3 separate regions of the Mus musculus genome follow, and regions 1 and 3 are each linked to region 2. A link is a contact called in public HiChIP or PLAC-seq and promoter capture Hi-C data. All regions are on one chromosome and are shown on one strand. The core of a region is the stretch at or near the end of the contact, and the rest is flanking DNA. Distances in the headings are between cores, read along the strand shown. Region 1 holds the start of Adgrv1 (adhesion G protein-coupled receptor V1). Region 2 holds the start of 9330111N05Rik (RIKEN cDNA 9330111N05 gene). Region 3 holds the start of Lysmd3 (LysM, putative peptidoglycan-binding, domain containing 3).

Region 1 (4,183 bases), core at 1,490-3,989, 670 kb after region 2:
ACAGATGAAAGGATTGCTTGGGTGACCAAAATGAAAATAGAATGTGTGACCTTAACTGCTTCTCAGCTTTCCTAAGTTCCACTGTAGTCACACACAAATAAAGAAGTCAGTCCAGTTTGGCTACAAGGCTTCTCTTGGAGCTTCAGGAGTTCATTCCTGTCTTCCACAGCAGTAAAGAAAACAACGTGTTTTAGAAGGTGGGGGAAATTCTCCCAGGATGTAGATCTTTCTGCCCTAGTTTCTTCATATGGAAATCAAAATTACAGTTCATGGTTAATTATAAAGTTGATCTGGATAAAGGGATTAGTCGAATTCCTGGCATACTGTGTACACTAGGCAAAAGCGGCATGCCATTGCCATTCATGAGGATATAAACAAAGCCTTTGGTCACAGTTAGCCGATGTAAAGCCCCTTCTCCCACGGCACATCATCCCTCCTTGTCTTGAGCATGGCCACCTCCAAGGGACAAAACAGCTGACATTCTCTGGTGTAACATGGCCTTTTGCTCCTTCACAGTATTTCTAACAATTGTTTTTATTTCTATAAGAACATTTGTGTCCTAAATATTTCATATTATTATTCTATGACATCAAATACAATAGGAATTCAACAGCGTAAAACTAAATTATTTTCCTAAATACTGAGAATTTTAACTAACACTTTGTTCTTATACCTGATGGCATCAAGACTTGATGCTCTCACATAGTTAGCCTTTGCCTCACTGTGGACTTGGTATAGTCAGATTTCGTGAGTCTATAGGAGATTAAGGTAATGTTCCTAATATTCAGCATAATGGACGTCTAAAAGCACTCAGAAAAGACCCTTGATCTGGTTTTCATAACTGGGGATTTGAAGCAGAAATCTTGAAAGTTCCCAGCTTCAGTGTCACTGTCTGGGAATTAGGATACTGCTCTTTAGTTTATGATGATGATATGTCAAATAAGGTCTTTATAAAGGACTTCAAGGAGCTCATGACTAATGTCTTTGAGTAAGAATTGAATTGTACATATTCATCATGGAAATAAGGTGGTTCAGTTGTTCAATTTTGCTTGGATGCATTTGATATACTCATTGTTTTTTTAACAGATGCAACCTTGAGTGATGTAATTTTTAACTAGACTACATCTTTGCAATCACCTAGCACAAAGAGCTTGATTTTATAAGTGAAGAAACAAAATCCTGAAGAACAGTTTCATGTTCAAAGTCACTTAAGTTGTGGCAGAAGTGGGATATAATTCTCCAACACATGCAATCGCATGCATTTTTTTTGTAATAATTCAGAATGTATTTGTAAATCAGTAGGAGTTTACTACTTAGCCTAGGAAATCTCCCAGACATAAGTCTGGTACCTCTGCCCTGATTAAATGTCTACTGTCTTCTTTAATGTCCTTTCTCTTTATTTCTTTGCTCTAGTTCTTTGGAGAGATGACTCACAAAGAAGGAAGCTTTGGTTCAGGGATGGAAGATGGTTGTAACACTCAGTGCCAAATCACTTAAGGGGTATTTTGGACTTTTCCTGTCAAGAAGTAACATCTTAATTCCAATTTCTACAAATGTGCAGCTTATGAAGGGGTCTGCAGCCCCATAGGAGGAGTATTAATATGAACTAACCAGTAACCCCAGAGCTCCCTGGGACTAAATCACCAATCAAAGAAAACACATGGTGGGACTCATGGCTCCAGCTGCATATGTAACAGAGAATGGCCTAGTCGGTCATCAATGGAAGGAGAGGCCCTTGGTCCTGTGAAGGTTCTATGCCCCAGTATAGGGGAATGCCAGAGCCAGGAAGCAGGAGTGAGTGGACTGGGGAGCAGGGGGAGGGAGGAAGAGGATAGGGGATTTTCGAAGGGGAAACTAGGAAAGGGGATAACATTTGACATGTAAATAAAGAAAATATCTAATAAAAAAGAATGTGCAGCTTATAAACACATTATGTACATGTTAAAGGCTATAGATTTTGTAAGATGTTAGTTTACACAAGTTATATACAACTTAATGTTGTACCTTAAAGTTATTTTCTCAATGGAAATGAAAAATAGTTCAGGAAATTTAAAATATAAAAGAAATATGTGTGTGTATATACATAAGGAATTTTTACACTCTATGTTAATTTCAAACTCATCGGAAACAATGTGCTTGACTGAAACTCCCTGAAGCAGTAGGTATCTGGAACATTAACAAGATTCCTTTAAAGTTACCTCGATATTCACAAAAAGAAGTTTTATCTACCGACCACCTGCAGTTCTTGCCCAATTATTTTTCCAAGCCATCTTTGAAACTAGAGCCTGTGTTTCAACTGGGCAGAAAGAGATATGGGAACTTTTCGCTCTGCTCATCCCAGTCTCCTCTTCTCTGAGATGGCAGCTTTGGGAGCAGCTATGCAAAGCCGCAGCCTTGTGCAGGGACCAGGCATTTGTCCCGTTACCCGCAGCCCGCCACCCGCTTGTCCGTGCGGCCGCTACCCGCCCGCCTTCTGCGCCGCCCTCGCTCCTACCTCCAGCAACAGGTGCAAGCGGCGGCTGCCCGGGAACTGCCTAAGAGATGCTGTAGCCCTCCCCGACCCACTGGATTCCCTCAGCACCAACCCCAAGTCACATCCTACCTGGTTCTGAGGTCACCGACATCTGCGTGCCCTCCGATCCCCGCCGGTGCCGGGCCTCCCTTCACACCCAGGGTCCCCACCGCTGCCGTTCCTCCCTTCACACCCAGCGCAACCCTCTGCAACGCTAATCCTTTCCCCGCACTGTCCCTTCCAGCCAAAGACTTCATCCTCTCCCCTCCCCCTAGCGCTCCTCTGCTCCAATAGGACTCTGGCCCGGGGGATGGGCTCACCTGGTCGGTGGAGCGGGGGTGACTGTCCTGGCAGCAGGCTGTCCTCTGCGCAGCGGGCAGCCAGGTCCGCACTCCGTCGTGGTGAACTCCCCGCCTTGGCCATGACTAATGGACTCTTCCAGCAGTCAGGCGTCCAAGCTGACCTGCTGGGTACCACAGCGCTTGGCCGGTTCTCTTAGGCGCTAAACTTTGGAGCTGCTCTGCTGTAAGCGGCTCCCAGTCTTCTCTCCAGTTTGCTGAACCTAAAAGGGTGTTTCCTTTACCATCGATTGAAGCCCTTCTTCAAGTGTTCACTCTGAGTACTCATTCACTGATGAATTACTAGAAATGAAGGCGGTATCTCTATGCACACTTACAAGGCAACATCTTTGCCATCTCATATTGTATTAATACCTAGTTTATTACCTACTGTAATAATACCTAAGTTCTTCAAGGATTAAGGGAACCAAGTTTTTTCTGATAGCACACAGGGCATGTGTATGTGGGTCGTTATTCTCCCCTAGACTTAGTCATGAAGGCTCCATAGTGGGAAGAGCCGTGGTGGTTATCAGAACAATTGCAGCATCATTCATGGGAAGTTTCAAACAAGGAAAAAGACTAAGATTTTTGGTCCAACCCTCTGCCTCCACTTTTTGTGCTAATAATTATTTAATTTGATGTTCTGTTCATAGGTAAGAGTGACAGATCCCCCTGAAACTGAAGTTGCAGACAGTTGTGAACTGCCATGCGGGTGCTGAGAATTGAACCTGGGTCCTCTAGAAGAACGTCAACTTTCCAGACCCCTGCCTCCACTTTTTAATGAAAGAAGCAAGGTTATAAATTAAGAGCAGATTTAAAAAAAAAAAAAGTAGGAAAAGACAAAGCGACTAAATTAAATAGAAAGAGAGGCCAGTGGAGGATCCAAGATCCATTCCAAACTAACAGAATGGAATAAGCTTTAAGTAACAAACGGGGATCCAGGGACACAGTTATTATGAACTATTGCAGAATGCCTCATCTCAAAATTGTAGGACTCGGCAAACAGCTGGACATCAAAGATAAGGTTAGGCAAACTAGTTGTTGTACACCATATTCATGGGGCTGAAAATGCCCACGGCACGCACTACAAAAGGTAAGAGTAAACTGCTGCTTCTAGAAGCGGTGAACGAAGTGGACACAAGCGGGCGTGAGCTCTCAAGTCGGTAGCATAGTAAGAGGATTTAAGGCGACAGAGAATCAAAATCATGAGCCAGTTATCCAGATAATCATAAAGCAAAACAAAAAATGGGAAGACGGAAGTACATTTTGGCTTGGTTTGTTTTGCTATTTACAGTGTCTCAAACTCTGTCCCTGTAGGTCGGAGGTTCTTAGT
Region 2 (4,406 bases), core at 592-3,091:
GATTATCTCATTGATCAGCTACACTGAACAATGCAACACTTGCCATTGGCTCTCAACATAGCATTGCCACAATCACCAGTACAGTTGGAAAAATCCGAACAGGATGCTAGAGGGCTGAATGCCCAGGACACCATCATGGTTCTCTGTTACTATCAAACATGCCTCCAGCTTTTAGAATCCTTTATGAGAAAGGCAATTGCACAAAGACCAAAGATTGGCTTCCTTTAACACTGAACATCAAAACCGAGTTAAACTCTCTTTTTCCAAGGATACCTAATGTTTTACAATTCCACTAAGGCCACAATGATTTAACCTCAAAGTCGTGCAAAGGTTTGACACATCACTTGCAAGGCGTGTTTTTGTTTTATTTACTCATTCTTCCTGTGTCTCATTTAAAAATGTCATTTCTCAAATTGGGTGCGGATTATTAAAAAAATTAAACGTAAGCAAACAAAAAATAAAACCAAACAAAAGCAAAAAACAAACAAGCAGACAAAACCCACCCACACCCCCCCCTCCAAAAAAAATCAAACAAACAACAACAAATACAAGCCAGAGCAAGAGAAATCTCCTATCTGAGGAAATACATGGGACGAAAGCCTAAGCCCTGGAAACGGGGTCACGTGGGGCCACCCCCACCCCCCACCCCACCCCCGCTGCGGATCCTGGACGTCACCCGCTCTGGCCCGTGCGTGCGGCGGGTGAGTGGCCCCGGGGTCTCCGCGGCCGAGGCGCTGGGACGCCCTTCCTGACAGCCGGTCTCCCGGCACGTAGCGCTCGCCTGACTCAGCGCTGAGTCACCGCTCCCGCGGACTCCCGCTTCGCCCTGCACAGCCAGAGGCTGCCGGGCTCCGTGCACGCCGAGGCCGAGCCCTCAGTGCTGCAGACCGGTCTCTGCGCTTCCCGGAGCAGCGCAGGGTTTACAGCTTTTGAATCCCGACCAAGCCCAGCACTAACTTCCTGCGTTGTTTTCTTTGCCTTAAGGGCTGACTAGTCTAGGGATCAAATTCTTCCATCGAAGCTTGTTGGCGCAAATCCCGGCTTTGTCCTTGAACAGTGACTTTGAGATGATCTTCGTTTGGATTTTTTTAATACTTCCGCGGTTCCAAACTTCTGTCTTATTTATGCCCTCCGTTTCCTAAGGTTATCTTTTCAGTGTGTTTGGTAACTAATCTTGTCATAAAGCCACACTGCGGTGACGCAAGTCAGGTTGGAATCTGGCATGGTGTACAGGCAGTGACTTACTGTAAAATCCAGGGCCTTCATCGCGACATCCTATCTGTCATCTCAGGCACTGATTAGCTTCCTTGCCCTTGGAGAGGTCCCGGGGATTTAGAAGGCCTGTTGAAATCTGTCTTTATAGCGGCCATGTTTCTTGCTTCCTCCTCGGAGTTTAAAATGAAGAGAACGATAGATAAGCATTTCTGCAAACGTAGCTTGGACCACCTGTCCCAGAGCACAATTTTACTCCAAACTGCAGCTGCAGAATGTCCTGAATAAAACTAGAAACCGGCCACCTGCCAGTGAAACACGTGATCCGCAAAGCCTACCAGAGGATAGGAGGAAAGCAGTTTTCCTAGACTGAACACACAGACCACGTTGGTTCTGGTGTTCTTATTCATCTTTCTGTCTAAAATACTGGAAAGGTAAAATGCGGGGCGGCCACATAAAATATCAGCGTACTGTTATAGTGATAGCCATTTACATCGCTGTTGATATGGTAGAGATGGAACCGAAGGCCTGATGCTCTAATCAGACACTGCTACACAGCTATAGCCTCAGCAGGAAGTTGTTCCGACTTCCGATCCCTGGACATTTTCATTTCTCTGGGAAACTCTTCCAGCTTCATCTTTGCTAGCATTGGAGCAAACTCCCCAACAAGCCCTTGTTGGTCCAAGTAGAGTTCTTGGACCAGCAACCCAGCATCACAAAGTAGCTCATAAGAAGCACAGGCTCTCTGAGCTGCTGACGCAGCAAAGACGGAGGAGTGCTTGCCTAGTATGCTTGAAGACTGGAGTGGAGGAAGGGAGAACAGAAGTTCAAAATCATCCTCCGCTGCGTCCTTAGAGCCTAGAATCTCAGACTCCATCCAAAATTGGCATGTTTACGAGGTCTCTTTATATCGTGAACTTGGGAAGAACTGATCAGTGGGCTGGCAGAGGTAAGGAGAAGGCGTGGGGGAGGACAGCATCTTTCACTTTCCAGGACTTCGGTAAGAAGTGCCACACCTAGCACTGTACCTAAAATAGTAAAGGTGGACTATCTTAGTTAAGGGTTGACTGTTGTGAACAGACTCCATGACCAAGGCAACTCTTACAAGGTCAACCTTTAATTGGGGCTGGCTTACAGGTTCAGAGGTTCAGTCCATCATTATCAAGACAGGAGCATCACAGCGTCCAGGCAGGCATGGTGCAGGAAGAGGGAAGAGCTGAGAGTTCTATATTCCTTATCTGAATGCTGCTAGAAGACTAGCTCCCACATGGCTAGCAGAAGGGTCTCATTGTGCACCCCCACAGTGACACACTTCCTCCAACAAGGCCAACCTACTCCAGCATGGCCACATCTCCTGGTAGTGCCGCTCCCTGGGTCAAGCATATTCACTACCACATGGACTTACCCTCTTACAATCCTGGAGACTGTCCACCATGTTCTAGGTAGACCCCTCTGGGCTCCTTTCTACATCTCAGCAATGGCCATAGATCTCTGATTGTCCCTGGCATACAGTCTATGCTGCTTGGATCACATGGCATTTTTTTTCTGTGTTTGTCTCCACATTAACTCCCTACTAAGGTCATGTGCTCTCACTGGAGGCTCCAAGTTCCACACTGACAAATGCAAGTGCACACCATTTCTGGGATGGGTGTGGGGAAGTGATACAGATGGAAATAGCAGGGTACAAGAGATACGATGGATAATTGGGAAAAGGGGTGTGCTGTTATTAGGGAAGAGAAGGCACATAAACACAGAAGGAGAGAGTAAGATAACAGTAAGGATGCCTGAATCATACCATTAGCTACCTTAAAAGAACCCCAAAATACCAGTTAGTCTATGTATAATATCATATATAGTTTAAATAAAATTTCCTCATCTGGGCTGACAATGCTTTCTACCAGAACCAAAAATCACCTAAGAAAAACCCAACACCAGTAATGAGAGGCCTTCTTTTGAGTCATTGAATAGGGTTGTCCAAGAGACTTCCCCCACATACAGACTATCGCTCTTGTCCTTGTTGTTCCCCCAAAAATGGAAAACAATCTCTATTACTGAAGATAGCAGTTACTTCAGACAAAGGGATAAGAAAGTGACCTGAATGTGCCATTCCTGACAACTAGCTTTCATGGTGTTTCCAAAGGAGGGAGGCAACCAAAAGTTCTACCCAGCTATAATTTCTATAAGCAACAATGGTACACTAACCCTAAGGGTACAGTGGGGGAACATGAGCTTTGGCAGTAACCAACACCTCTCTAACTGGATTTAAGATTTGCTCAACTAGAGGGAAACTGGGGGCTTGGGACTAGAAACCTGTTTAACTCCTCGGGGCTAGTGAAATCATGAATTGGGAAAGAATCTATAATCACCACTTTTAGCAACCAGCATAATATTTAACTAAATTTTAAATATCTGTTTCGTACCCAACCATAAGTGTAGTCATCACCTCTCACCAGGAAACTTCTCTTTGCCACAGAGACCGTTACAGAAAACCATAGCCAATCAAAATGCAGAGCTGTGGGGCCCAGTCCCAGTGAATACATCTACAAAACACTTCCCCACTCAAGGAACACTGGAGAAGGTGAAAAGACTAAGAGCCAAAGGACTATAGGGTTTGCTGTGAAGTAATGTCTCCTACTAATGTCAGAAGCTACACCCATAACATCTGTCCCATTATGATCCTCTAAGATGAGCTGCACAAAGATGATAGCACTGAAATGCCATGGTGGATAGAGCCTCAACCCTGTGAAGAATTATAGTGAACTAAGGAGTGCTGAGAGTGGGAGAAGTAGCCTTCTCCAGGGAAGAACACACCAATTGGTTATCCAGTATCAAATCATCAGCCCTGAGAACCTACATACAAGTTATCATTATACAGTCAGAACAGAGGTACAGTTAGGAATATATGTACACACACACGCGCGCGCACACACACACACACACACACACACACACACACACCCCTCACAGGCCATATTATTAAAAGAGAGCAATGAGGGCAATATGGGAAATTTTGGAACGAGAAGGTAGAAATGATGTTGATATAATCACAAAATTAAAAGAAAAATGAAAAAGGATTGATTTAAAAACTGGTCATGGGGCTGGAGAGATGGCTCAGAGGTTAAGAGCACTGACTGCTCTTCAAGAGGTCCTGAGTTCAACTCCCAGCAACCACGTGGTGGTTCGCAACCATCTGT
Region 3 (4,514 bases), core at 273-2,772, 690 kb after region 2:
CTTTCTGGAACTCAGCCAACATTCGTGGCTAACTGCTTCTTTTGTATAGTCTAATAATAAAATATACACATAGTGTGCCCTTTTGGTAAACAAATACTCGATTTTAGTTAGATACAAACAATCATTCAAAAGCTTTGCAGATCTCGTGTAGGATGTTTCTTCAAAGCAAACAGGTAGTAGTCCTGAAGAAATGCTTGGAATTCGTTCTCCCTCAGACTCTCCCAAGGATTCCATGGCCTATTGACATTAAAATAAGAAAAGTAACCTACTTGCAAAAAGACGGTTGCATTCCATTAACATTCATGAGGCCTGAACAGCCGAGGCCCTACACATCAAGAACGGAATATATCCTTTGTCTCCTGATGAGAAAATGTCTCCGTGATAAATGGTTACAGACAGCGGTGTCACAGGGGCAAGAGCTCAAAGAATAACTTGGGCAAACTTTTTTTTCCCCGGTTGTCTTTGCCTGGAGTTCTTTGTAGCATTGTTCAGCACAGTGCCTTGTCCTTTCAAGTAAAAGGCGCTTATTGCAATGTAAGTAAAATCCCAGTCCTTGCAGAGGCACTTCTCAGAAAACCAACCGACCAAGGAACCAACAGAACAAACAAACAAACAAACAAACAATCAAACAAAAAACCCTTTGGAAATTGGAACAGCGTTCCAAAGGCTTTATAATTACTAAGTATTCGGACTGTAAAGAAAAGTGTGGTACGTCTTTAGGCAATGTTGACCTAAATGGGTAAGCATTTAGTCAAGTGCATTGTCGGTCGTCAGCACAAAACACCAGGTGCACCTTTAAAATGTCATACATCATTCGCATAAATACAAACACTGTATTTACCACTTCGGCAAATTTCTAAAAAAAAAAAAAAAAAAAAAAAAAAAAGTCAGAAGAGAGGTATTTATTTCACTGCCATAGATAGTGCAACACCAATGGCGTCCTGTTAATTTTCAAATCCAAGTAGGTTAGTTACAAGTTGTTGACAACTTTGTCCCATCAAAGTGCAGCTCCAGGGCACTGTGAGCTTAGCTTGGCTAGGTGGCTCACTCTGCTGACCTACAGACCCAAGGCACTCTGCCTGTCTTGTTTGCTGCTCTAGGGCTCGTTCGATATGGTAAAGCACGGCCCAGTGTTTTTGCTTTCTTCTGCCCCACCGAGAAGAAAGTGCCAGATACAGAGCATTAAGAAATGCACAGCGGCTCTCCATTGGCTCTTCCTCAAGCATGCCCTCCGCTCAGTACGTTTCTTAGCCAGGAGGACCCGTTGGGTTTAGATTCACAGACTGCAGGAGTCCAACACGGCCCGGCGGCCCCCGGACGGGCGGGGCTAGAGGCGGGGCTGAAATCAGGCCCCGCCCCGGCCGCATCGGCGCGCCTGCGTGCTGGCGTGGGCCTGCGGTTGGCCGCGGGGTTCTGGGTTCCCCGCCTCCGCCCGCGCCCTCGCACCTCCGCCTACTCTACGCGATGACGCACCGCAGGTTTGCGGACGTGGCGGCGGCTGTCGGTGCGGAAGGCGGGGACGGCGGCGACGGCGGCGACGGTGGCAGAAGCGGACCCAGACACCGGAGAACCTAGAGTCGGTCATGAACGTCTCCGGGGCCGCGGCTGTGGTGGAGGACATAACCGTGTCGCCGCGCCCCTGCTAGAGGACAGGTGACGGTGGCTGTGGGGCGGGGCGGGGCAGGACGTCGATCGGGGGGTCACCGTGGGGCGCTGTCCCCGGTTCGGGAAGGACTCTTACCTCCCGGTTTTGGGCAGCCCTTTCCGGGCCATTCTGCCTGTCCCCTTAGCATCTGCTCCGAAGCGTCCCAGTCTGACGCGGCGACTTAGAAATCAGAGATGTAATCTTTGCGGGGGACGTCCGGAGGAAAGGGAAAAATAAAAATAAAAGCGAGTGGAATGGAAGAGGGAGGAAGTTTGCAGTTGTTGCTTAGGTTTAAAATTGGCCCTGGAGAATAGGATCGGGGTGATTCTGTCCTAAGTGCTGAACTGGCTTGTGCCCTGTGAGTCTTCTCTTGCTCCCTGCCGAAGGTCAAGACCAAATATTAATATGCAGCAATTAATATGTAGTACCTAGGGATTTGAGAGGTCGCTTTCCGGTCTAGACCGGGTGGATGAAAACATGCTCACGATACCCATTGATGATCACTTTCAGGACGTTTGTCAGCAGTGCAGTATGCAACATGTTCTAGTTTTCTGAAGCCATAGATTCCATAGATAATTCAGAGAGGTAAAGAGAATTGAGGCTGATGGCTTTGATTCCGTGTACTTTCTAATCTTTAGTAGATTGACATGTCATTACCTTACTGGGCCAAAGTGCAGCTTGGCACTTGGATTACAGATGAACAGTCAGACCGTAGTGTCCAGATTGTTTATTTTGCTTTCCTGTCATTTTAGAGGAATAGAGACAGATGCGCGAAGACGGGAGTCTTTTGATTCCTGATTAAGACATGGTGAGGGAAAGACTGATAGAAGAACACATTGTTTCAAATGGCTTCTGGGTATTAGTCAGTAATTTCAGAGAGCTGTACTAAGAATGGGAGGGAGAGCGCTTTAGAGGGATAGCATACCTAAGGCAACGTAACCACCCATATGCATTGCTTTAGATCTAATCTTTTCTGCTTTTGATGGATGCTTTTGAGGATCTGAAACAGATACTTCCTGAGGTAGTACATGTATGTATGTATGCAACTTGCTACTGGTTCCACAAAACTGACAGACATCCTCTACATCTAAGATGTGGGCTTTTTATTTTGTTTTTAGAAAAGACCTAGATAAGGGAGTGCAAGCGTCCTTGTAGAAACAGGTGTGCTCCTTACTTTAAACTGAGATGTGAAACGTGGCTCTCATTTAGCTTGGATCTGTCAAATTTGGAGTGGTTTTTGGCAATAGTTTAGCCCCTGTGGGAGCAGCTGAAGCAAGCTACTAATATAGCTGTTAATAAATTATCTAAATAGAGACTTTTCAACTTTTAAAGATATACAGTGTCCCTGTAAAGCAAGGTCAGAAACTGGATTTTAAGGGCTGGATTTTATGAAATGAAATAGGTATGTTTTTACATAGAGAATATCATCTTTTTGTTGTCTGAGTTTTAGTTGTCTCCTGCCACCCTCCCTTGTCTGTTTGTTTTTTATTTTAGTTTTCGTTTCTTTTCATCCATCCTTCTAAACCCATTTTGCATTCCAGGATCCATGCATAATTTTTTGATGGTTTCTCTCCTCCCCCTCCCCACCCCCCGCACTGCTTTTCCAAGTTTGCTGGAAGATGTTATCTTCACTGAGATAAACACACTTGTGTGTTTAACATTTGTTCTGCTGTCTTTGAGGAATTTATTATGATTGACCTAGTTTGCTTTCTGTTGCTGTGATAAAAACCATAACCAAAAGCAACTCTTATAAGGACATTTAATTGGGCCTGGCTTACAGGTTCAGAGGTTCAGTCCAGTAAGTCAAGGCAGGAAAATGGCAGCATCCAGGCAGGCATGGTGCAGGAGGAGCTGAGAGTTCTACATCTTCATCTGAAGGCTGCTAGCAGAATACTGGCTTCCATGCAGCTAGGATAAGACTCTTAAAGCCCATGCGCACAGTGACACACCTACTCCAACAGGGCCACACATTCTAATAGTGCTACTCCCTGGGCCAAGCATATACAAACTACCACAGTGGGTTTCTTCGGCTTATACATCTCCATCCATCCTTGAGGGAAGCCAAGGCAGGCACTGAGAGACCGTGGTGGAGGATGCTGCTTAGTGGCTTGCTTTCCATAGCTTGCTCAGCCTGCTTTCTTATACAACCCAGGACCATCAGCCCAGAGGTGGCATCACAGAGGGCTCTTCCATATCTGTCATTGATTAAGAAAATGTTATCTCAGTTCCCCCCAACCCCCAACGCCCAGATTTGCCCTCAGGCTCCTCGGATGGAGGCCTTTTCTCAACTGAAGTATCCTTTCCTTTTCTCAGAGGACTCTAGTTTCGGTCAAACCGACAAAGAAAACTACCCGAAAAATAGCCAAAGCCCATCTCTGTGCAGCTCTTCTGTCCTCCAGGTTGTAAGAGAACGGTACTATATTTAGCTGTGGAGACTTTTTAACTTCTTGTTTGATGACTGAGATACATTGGAGTTTGAATTTTGTTTTATCTGCAAAAGCCCCTCTTACTCCATCTTACTCTTACATGGATAATAATGGGGAAGCCAGTACTGAATGAGAAGTCAGTTGTTTTAGGTTCCAGTCTCTTTTTAATGAGAATTGGACCAAATTGATGAAGATGTGCTGATAGTGACTGTATTAGTTAGGGTTTTACTGCTGTGAACAGACACCATGACCATGGCAAGTCTTATAAAAAAAAATTTAATTGGGCTAGCTTACAGGCTCAGAGGTTCAGTCCATTATCATCAAGGTGGGAACATGGCAGCATCCAGGCAGGCATGGTGCAGGAGGAGCTGAGAGTTCTATGTCTTCATCCAAAGGCTGCTAGTGGAAGACTGACTTCCAGGCAACTAGGATGAGGGTCTTAA

Evidence for each region. Promoter capture Hi-C pulls out the DNA fragments that hold promoters and counts their contacts. HiChIP or PLAC-seq counts read pairs in DNA pulled down with a chosen protein or histone mark.
Region 1: a FOXA1 HiChIP or PLAC-seq map of pancreatic cancer cells shows a contact between it and region 2. The contact joins the promoter of Adgrv1 here to the promoter of 9330111N05Rik in region 2. A contact is called at or near these places in 2 of 39 promoter capture datasets (liver and stem cell-derived epiblast-like cells) and 1 of 115 datasets of contacts at active chromatin or transcription factors (pancreatic cancer cells).
Region 3: a contact with region 2 is called in a promoter capture Hi-C map of liver, with 3 times the contacts expected there. The contact joins the promoter of Lysmd3 here to the promoter of 9330111N05Rik in region 2. A contact is called at or near these places in 6 of 39 promoter capture datasets (the 3T3-L1 cell line, 3T3-L1-derived adipocytes, liver and 1 more), 1 of 115 datasets of contacts at active chromatin or transcription factors (pro-B cells) and 2 of 9 other capture datasets (adipose tissue and liver).

The regions. Positions count from the first base shown.
Region 1 is chr13:81,630,405-81,634,587 of GRCm38.p6, forward strand. Adgrv1 (adhesion G protein-coupled receptor V1) reads right to left here and starts at 2,740. Exons shown (of 90, transcript NM_054053.4): 1 at 2,603-2,740. The coding sequence starts at 2,624.
Region 2 is chr13:80,962,233-80,966,638 of GRCm38.p6, forward strand. 9330111N05Rik (RIKEN cDNA 9330111N05 gene) reads left to right here and starts at 1,842. Exons shown (of 2, transcript NR_015587.3): 1 at 1,842-2,161.
Region 3 is chr13:81,656,284-81,660,797 of GRCm38.p6, forward strand. Lysmd3 (LysM, putative peptidoglycan-binding, domain containing 3) reads left to right here and starts at 1,523. Exons shown (of 3, transcript NM_030257.1): 1 at 1,523-1,653.